Regions from separate parts of the Zea mays genome. Here region 2 is linked to region 1. The links are chromatin contacts, called in public Hi-C maps. All regions are on one chromosome and are shown on one strand. Each heading gives the region's core, a stretch centred on a gene start, on an enhancer-like site or on the middle of the called end of the contact. The rest is flanking DNA. Distances are from core to core; before and after follow the strand shown. Region 1 holds the start of LOC100282526. Region 2 holds the start of LOC103650155 (AMSH-like ubiquitin thioesterase 3).

Region 1 (4,393 bases), core at 728-3,227:
AAATCAGGGCTCCATGTGACATAATGCAAGTAATAAAATGGCCAAACGAGGGCCCCAGGTGAAACAAATAATATTTTACTCCCTCCATCCCAAAATATTTGACGTTTTAGGTTTGGACACGGGAATTAATGAATAATGAAAAGGTGTGGCACAAAACAAGGAGAGATAGAGATGTATGTTGGGAAAGAAAAAGGTGTATTGGGAGAAGAGAAAGATGCACCGAGAATGTCAGGTATTTAGGGATAAAATTTGAATCATACAAAGTCATCTATTTTAGAAGGGTGGGCCTGGTGCAGCGGTAGAGGCTACCGTCTGTAACCGAAGGTCCTGGGTTCGAGCCCCAGCCTCTGCATATTATGCGGGTAAGGCTTGGCAATTAAAGATACCCTTCCCTAGATCCCGCACAGTGCGGGAAGCCTATGGCACTAGGTACGCCCTTTTTTTACAAAGTCATCTATTTTGGAACTGAGGGAGTAACTCTGTAATCAGTAGGAACTCATTGTAGCAGTTGGTCAAACAGGGTTCTGAATCATTCAACAAAGCCCTGATTCAACTGCTTGAGGCGAACAAATCCATGTGTAGTATAAGTTCCAATCTTAAGCACAATGCAGAAGCAACAACAACTACCAAAGTTTTATGATGAAAGATAAAATTTGCGGGATAAATGTGGACATTGGGCACAGCATAGATTAGTGGAAACTTGTTACCCAGTTACCCAGTGAGAAACTACAAGTTAAGTTACGTTAGCAAACTAGCACAAGCTTTAGATACTGTGCAAAAATGGGCACATTGCATATGTACACCACAAAAAAGAATCTTAAAACATCACGAAGCTATCAATAATGGCAAACACAGTGGTTCAAAACTTGTCTTTCAAGAACATCAGAACACGCAGTTCAAGCAGGTAACAAATATTGATTGTTGAAACAGGAATAACATTTCACATTCAGAACCATTAAAAACAAGGTCAAAGCCTTTTTGTTTCCATTCACATGGCCTTACAATCAGTACGCATAGCAACTCAGCAGATATAGCACAAAAGACAAAATCATAGAAACACAAAATAAGCTTACCAGGTCAGTGACATATTCCACAACAATGTCTTCCACAAGTGCAACGGTTTCTGGAAGTGGCTGCAAAATAAAAAACACCACATATGAGCAAAGAATCCAATTTCTGTTTCTAAGGAAAAAAACCATCTGCCTCTTACGTGGAAGATATTTAAATAATCATACATAAGCATTGCAAAATAAAGGTTCAATGCATATTATCATCACTACCACAAGACACCTTTTAAACATCACTTGCAATGTAAATTACTGCTCTGAACTACATAGAATGGCTTATTGCTCGCAGCATATATTTAAAAGAATAAATTAAGGAATTTAACAGGAAGTTGTTCAGTAAACTCACATTTGGATCATCCCCAAAGCCATACATCATGTGTTGCACTGCAAGAACGTCAACAAAAATTATACTATAACACATAAAATTGAGGATGAGCAGCAACTGAATTGAATGCCTAAGTGACAGAACAACAAAGGCTAAAAATTTGCCCAGTAATGAGTAAGCGTCCCTTACGGTCTTTCTGGAAGACGCCGCGCTTGCGCTTGAGGGTGGTGGCGGACGCGTCAGCGCCACCACCGCCACCGCCGGCAGAGTGGTGGTGGGAGGAGGAACCGTGGCCCAAAGCCGCGGCCTGCGCTGCCGCCGACTTGCCCTTGGAAGGCGTCCCCGATGGCGCCGGCGTCGCAGCGTGGTTGCCGCTAGGGTTCGGCGCCGACGACTTGCCCTTGGACGGCGCCGACGTCGGGGCGGCCGTCGCGGGGTGGTGGCCGCTAGGGTTCTGCATCTCTGCGGTGTTTGGGGTGCGTCGGAGGTCCAGGAGAGCAGGGTAAGGCGGAGAAGTGGAGAACACGGCAGCCTTTTCGATTCCCGGCCCGGGGTAGCCGGGAGGATGCCGATTTCCGCGAACAAGAGCGGAATCGCACGAAGCGCGTCAGTTTCTATAGACTAAGGGCTTGGATCGCAGCCTCACTTGCCACACTTTGCCTGACTTTTCTGTCTAAGATTAGTTATTCAATTCGAACGACTAACCTTAGACAAAGTGTGGCATAGTTAGCCACGAACCAAACTGCCCTTAATTCTGTAATTCATAGTTCTGGAATTTTAGTCTCATTTACTAATAGCTAAATATCCGGATTAATAGAGAGATTATCTATATTTTAATTCATATGTTTATTCATTCAGAAATTAAAAAAATTAAAATTAAGAGACTAAAATTAGTTTTTAGAAATTAAACATCATATCAGTCGGCTCCCAATTAGTAGCACAGAACCCGCAAGCGGCTGGCTAGCGTAGCCGCTACTCCATATCCCAAAATATTTTGTGTCCCTTTTTTTCCTGTTCATATTTAGATAAATCTTTACTACTACTTAATACTACAATGTAGATGTTTATAATGCACGGTTATGCCCCTCTCCACACCCCGACATCCTCCCCTTCGCGCGCTCCTCACCCTTCCATCTGCGATCCCCGTCACCCGCAATTCCCGGAGGGAACTGAAAGGGAAATATGGTTATCCATTTCCTACAATTAATTCTAGTGGTTGATAGTCAACACAAACAAATGGACTAACTAGTTTGTCTAGAACTCATATATTACAGGTGCATAAGGTTCAACACAAATCAATAAAAAATCAAGTTAGGGACTCAATTTGAAACGGAGCAAAGGACTTGAATGTGCTGAAGATTGGCGCACCGGACAGTGTCCGGTGCACCAGGGCCGTATAGGTGTCAACCAGCCACTCTCGGGAAAACGAAAGCGCGCTCTGCTATAACTCACCAGACTGTCCGGTGTGCCAACGGAATGTCCGGTGAGCCAGCGGAGCAACGACTATCTGCGCGCAACGGTTGACTCTGACAGATCAACAATGCAGCGCAGAAGTCAGAGCAGGAAGTCAGAGGGCACCGGACTGTCCGGTGCCGCAAGAGGACAAAGCTCCAACGGACTTCGCTCCGAACCCTAACGGTCGGGTGATGTGGCGGCGCACCAGACAGCGCACAGTACATGTCCGGTGGCGCACCGGACTGTCCGGTGCAGCCATCACCAGCGGCCTCCCCAACGGCTACCAAAGTGGTTGGGGGCTATAAATACCCCCAACCACCACAACCTTGGGGATCCAAGTTTTCTGAAGATCATATTCAATACAAGAGCTCTAGCATTCATTCTAAGACACAATACAAAAGGTCAAATCCTCTCCGAGTCCTAAATTCATTCCAAACACTTAGTGGCTTGTGAGAAAGAGATTTTTGTGTTCATTTGCGCTCTTGTCGCTTCGATTGCCTTTCTTCTTTTCCTATTCTTATTCTCAAGTGCTTTGTAAGCGAGGCAAGAGACACCAAGTGTGTGGTGGTCCTTGCAAGGTCTTAGTGACCCGTGAGATTAAGAAAGAAGGTTCACTCGGTCTAAGTGACCGTTTGAGAGAGGGAAAGGGTTAAAATAGACCCGGTCTTTGTGACCTCCTCAACGGGGACTAGGTTCTTTGGAACCGAACCTCGGTAACACAAATCATCGTGTCATTCGCCTTGATTCTTGTTTGATTTGTTTTCCCCTCTCTTTCCGACTTGAATTTAATTCTAGCGCTAACCCCCGACTTGTAGTGTGTGTTTAAAGTTATAAATTTTAGGTTTCGCCTATTTACCCCCCTCTAGGCGACTTCCAATTGGTATCAGAGCCAGTGCTTCATTAAGAGTCTAACAACTCGAAGTGATGTCTAGAGATCACGCCAAGAGGGAGATCATGACCGACGACAAGTCCGCAAGCACGGGGAGGACTCTCTCAAGGTAGTCCGGCAACAAACACAAGGAGGAATCCTCTTCCTCCACCAAGTCGCATCGGAAAGGTGACAAGAAGAAGATGATGAAAAAGGTGGTCTACTATGAGACAGACTGTTCGTCACCCTCCACATCAAGCTCTGAGTCATCCGTCGCTTCTAAGCGCCATGAGCGCAAGAAGTATAGTAAGATGCCTCTACGCTATCCTCGTATTTCAAAGCGCGCTCCATTACTTTCCGTACCCCTAGGCAAGCCACCGTATTTTAATGGTGAAGATTATTGTATGTGGAGTGATAAAATGAGGCACCATCTAACCTCACTCCACGAAAGTATTTAGGATATTGTTGAGTATGGAGCGCAGGTACCTAAGGTGGGGGACAAAGACTATGACTCAGACAAGGCTGCCCAAATTAGGCACTTTAACTCCCAAGCCACATCTATACTCCTCGCCTCCTTGTGTCGAGAGGAGTATAACAAGGTGTCAGCACCCTTGAACAGGGGTACCCCTTACTATAGTAAGAAACCGCGCCTTACTCCACCACGTGGATAACCCCGAG
Region 2 (4,393 bases), core at 544-3,043, 210 kb before region 1:
GTCCTCACTATAGCTAAGCAAAGTGAAACAATAACATATCATAGACATAAAAATGACCAGAAGGTATGCATACTGTTTCTGTACACTTGATAATGATGCCACTTGTCTCCCAGCATGGAAGGGTTTTTGCAATGCTCCATTACTGCTGCCTACAAATGTCTAAAGAACAAAAAGAATAAGGAATTATAACATAAGCAAAGCACATGAAAATCTAGAAGTACATATTCTCTGTCTCTTCTTCCCAGAATGCTTCACAATATTACGGGCTGGGATGCAGTGCATACCTGTGGAGTATAAGAGCTTGGAGTACACTGCTCTATCCTACGAGTTGTACCGTAGTTTCCATTTAGACTATTAGTATTAAATTCCACAGTACTTCCTCTGTTATGCTCAACAACCTGCCGCTGCACAACTGGCTTCAATGTCTCAAGCTCTTTGATAATATCAATAAGTTTCTACAACAAAAGAACATTCATTTTTAGATAAACATCTAGGGAAAATCATACAAGATCAGCCACAAGGAATTCAGAGATGAATTGGAGAAGGCAAAAGAACATCGATGTTTGCAAGATGTTCCATGTCTACGTGCCCAACATCTGGGATCAGAACTTCAGAAGAGACTGTTGCTCAAAAGTATACTAGCAAAGTGACCGCGCAACGGTTTTCATTTATCCTTGAGTCTAGAGTATAAAACACAAAGACATATGTGTTCCGTTGGCTAGGTGGGTGTGAATGTGTGTTTGGAGCCAACTATTACAGTTTGAATCCTCATTTGTGCACAATTTTAGTTTTTTTACCAAATGTGGGTGAGCACCGAGCAGGTAGAGGTGAATGGAAGAGAAGAGGTGAGAAAGTGGTGATTCACGACGACGGTGGAAAGTGATGCTTTATAGAGTAGAGATATACGGCTAGAGATGTGTGATATTCAATCATGCAAAATTGTATACTTCACCAACTTTGAACAATAAAGATAATCTCCAAAGTTGAGCTGAGAGAAATTACATCAAAAAATGCCTTTTCTCTTAACTTGAAGGCATGGTAATCACGATGCTTCGGAATCGTCTCGCACAGCAAGCTGCATCCAGTCAGATGTCAACTATAACACCAATACACATAACCAACAGCAAGTATGAATGTGACTGAATGCCCAGCCCACCTCGAGTATCTCAGAAGGATGACATACAGGTCGAGCAAGTTACTCTCGTTCCGATATATATTAGCCTGCGACCAACATCGGAGAACCAAAATGAACACATGTCTAATTCAACGCTTTAGCAGTCGCATTAACGACGTAACAAAAATAATCCCCAATTCGTCGAATTGCATCGCGCAAAACCATCAATGAGAACTGCGGCCAATCGCCCATTAAACAACCAGACAGCTATACGTCAAGGGAGAAGAGATGGGATCAAGAAACGAAGGATCAATCCACCACGCTGGGCTCCGGGGGCTGGTTAGGGTTTCGACCTGTCGGAGGAGGCTGCCCGCGATGCGGAAGTAGTACGGGAGACTGATACGGTGGTCGACGGCGATCGGCCGCGCGCACGCCTCGATGTTGATGGCGCCAGCCCTGGCTGGCTGCGGTCGCCCCATGGCCTCTGCTTCGGCGAGGTCCTCGCCTCTGCCGGCACGGCGAGCTCGTGGGCGACGCGGGGTTAGGAAGGAGAGGAATGGAAGTAGACTTCGGTAGCGGTGAAGGAAAGGACTTGCCCAATGTCACGTTCCACCGAAAAAAATTGTTATTTTGTCACTCGTACACTCGTAGTTTGGGCTTTCTACTGATATATCACCTCGTCACTCGTGTATATAACTTATCGAATTATATGTGTTTATGATTTATGGATCCAAGCCCATAGCTAACAATAAAAAATAGCAAATAGCTCTTTAAAATGTTTACAACATTAAATATAGATTACGCTCCAACAGTTAAGCCTTAAATCCTATATTTTAGGAAGTAAATAATGTTATTAGAAAATATTAAGAATAATGTAAAAAATAAGGATAAAGCATTCATGCTGGTGTAGTATAGTTTGAGTCACTTCATAGGTACTCTATATTTTTATAGGAAATGTAAAATAAGATATTATTATAGTTGATTTTTACGAGTTAAGTTCTATATTTCAAAATAGAGCACTGATGTGCTGCACTTAAATGCACAGGCTATATGTTAGTGGGTTCTAATTCGTCTTAGAATTAGACTTCATATCAATATCCAAATTGTCCCAATTTATTTTAAAATCAGAATATGTACCATGTTTGGATGCACCGTTTCATCTTGAATGGTGACTATATATCACGCCACGAGGAATGCTAACTCTCAACCTTGGAGATTTGTTCAATATTTACACTATATGTATTAATTTGTCTTGAAGTGACCGCTTAGTTTGCAACCAAAATTTTGCCACAAAAAGTTTAGCAAGCAAAAGTTGTAAAAAAACATATGTTTGGCAAGTCAAAAATGAGAGGTGTAGTAAACTAATTGCTAAAATCATAGCTTGTTGAACCTTTGAATATTTTGAAAAAGGCAACCAAACACGTACAACATGTGATCAATGTCACCAACTCATCTAAACACTGCACATGTCATTCTAGTGACCGGTATACATAAAACCTAACATAGTTACACCTTCTCGTCTAAACATCTATGCAGATGTCATTATGCTCTTGAAGCACGTTTCTACCTCCTTTATTTCCTATGCCATAGACATCATATTTTATTGTTGTTGTGTATTTATGTTACACTAGTCACCCTTGTTTTAACAATTTTTAACAAATTCCTACGTTGACGACTATGATCTCAATTTAGCTAGGTAACTTAGCCTCTTTCACATTTGAAATTATATTGCATATCTGCTTCGCGATTAACAATTGTGATGATCTTTGTGTTTACCCATTAATTGCTCATGCTCTCTTTGCTCTTGTTAATGCTCGTCTGATATTTAGGCCACCTAGGTGCACATTCTAGTTGCTTGCTTGTAGTCTAAGCAACAGTTGTATGTTGGATAATGGTGTTAATGGATCGCTAACAAATGTTGCTTCATCGTCTGTTTGAGCACTTAATTAATTTTAGTTCAAAATTGAATAGAAATAGAGTCTGATCCTAATTCAATCTGATCCTTAAAATATCCTTAAATTTTATAGTGCAAAGTTTAGAGTCCATTACCAACCCTAAGGATGGTCTCACACATACCTTGACTTTGGTCACTCCTAGTATATATGTATAGGTGTATGTGTCAACTCCGTTCATCTACTCAGTGATTAGCGACACTAGTGTTTGGTTCAAGAGTCAGGTGGAACTGAGCAACTCTATTCTAACTTTAGTAGTATTTGATTGATAAATGTCCAGAACAAAACAACTATAAAAAGAGAATATTCTTCTAATATGTTGAATCTCATCACTACCTAAAAACCATCGAACCTTTTTACTCATGAAATAGAAGTTAATCATTCTATCTTTCAAATATGAAATAGAGCTATTCCATTATCATAAACTAGAATGGAGTCATTTCATCAAACCAGGTTCTAGAACCACTGCCCAAGGAAATTCCCCGCAGACCGCATGCATAACTCAACTCGACACTCAATCCATCACTAAGCGTTCAGAGCAAGTTTAATAATGCAGCTGACCGTTGGCTTAAAAAATCTTTGTAGCCTACCATTTAGCTCATCCGTATAGTAGTTAACTCTTCATGCATGACCTCACTTGTATCTCTCATAAAGTTTCTTGGTTCTTGTTTCTAACCCAATTATAAGTTTACAACCCGCTTCTTCTCTCTCCTTTTCTTTCTCCTCCACTTCTAATGTCCCAAGTCGGAGGCCCATGGTTCTTATTATACTTGCTCTCAAGTAGAAGGTCCCATGGCCACATGTGATCCCAATCAATCATACAGGTTGACGAGCAGCAACAATGCAACATCTGACCATGGCTCATGGCGAGCGATATTTGAGGGGGTTGCTTCCCCTATCGGTCTGTCACTTACCATGTTGCACCGTCACGGTGTAGCCTCACTGTAGAGATCTGAGAACAAACTCAGGCACGTGACAGGACAAATGATATGCTGGAGTAGCGTGACGCTGAGCGGACAACGATAACGAATCAAATCAGGCCATCAGGTTTGTTGTGGTGTTGATTCATCCATTACTAGTTAGTTGTTTGTACTATACATGGCTACGATTTCTATATATCATATAGGTAGTCCTTGCTAAAATAAGATATTTATTCAAACACGATTATAGTTTTTATTTTTGAAATTATTAGTGTATATATTAACAACATCTCTACTTTATATAACACAAACACACGTGAGCTACTATGGCAAAAGATGCTCACCTTGTATCCGTATGCCCACGGTTCGAATCCCCCATACCATTTTTTTGTGCCGACACATGATGA

What was found. Hi-C and Micro-C count contacts between places; a contact is called where the count stands out from the background.
Region 2: a contact with region 1 is called in a Hi-C map of leaf, with 6 times the contacts expected there. The contact joins the promoter of LOC103650155 here to the promoter of LOC100282526 in region 1. A contact is called at or near these places in 2 of 25 Hi-C or Micro-C datasets (leaf and tassel).

The regions. Positions count from the first base shown.
Region 1 is chr3:64,332,225-64,336,617 of Zm-B73-REFERENCE-NAM-5.0, reverse strand. It overlaps LOC100282526, which reads right to left and starts at 1,977. Exons shown (of 5, transcript NM_001155434.2): 1 at 1,582-1,977; 2 at 1,414-1,451; 3 at 1,074-1,133. The coding sequence starts at 1,852.
Region 2 is chr3:64,544,147-64,548,539 of Zm-B73-REFERENCE-NAM-5.0, reverse strand. LOC103650155 (AMSH-like ubiquitin thioesterase 3) reads right to left here and starts at 1,793. Exons shown (of 13, transcript XM_020550225.2): 1 at 1,468-1,793; 2 at 1,157-1,221; 3 at 1,003-1,075; 4 at 285-455; 5 at 74-159. The coding sequence starts at 1,593.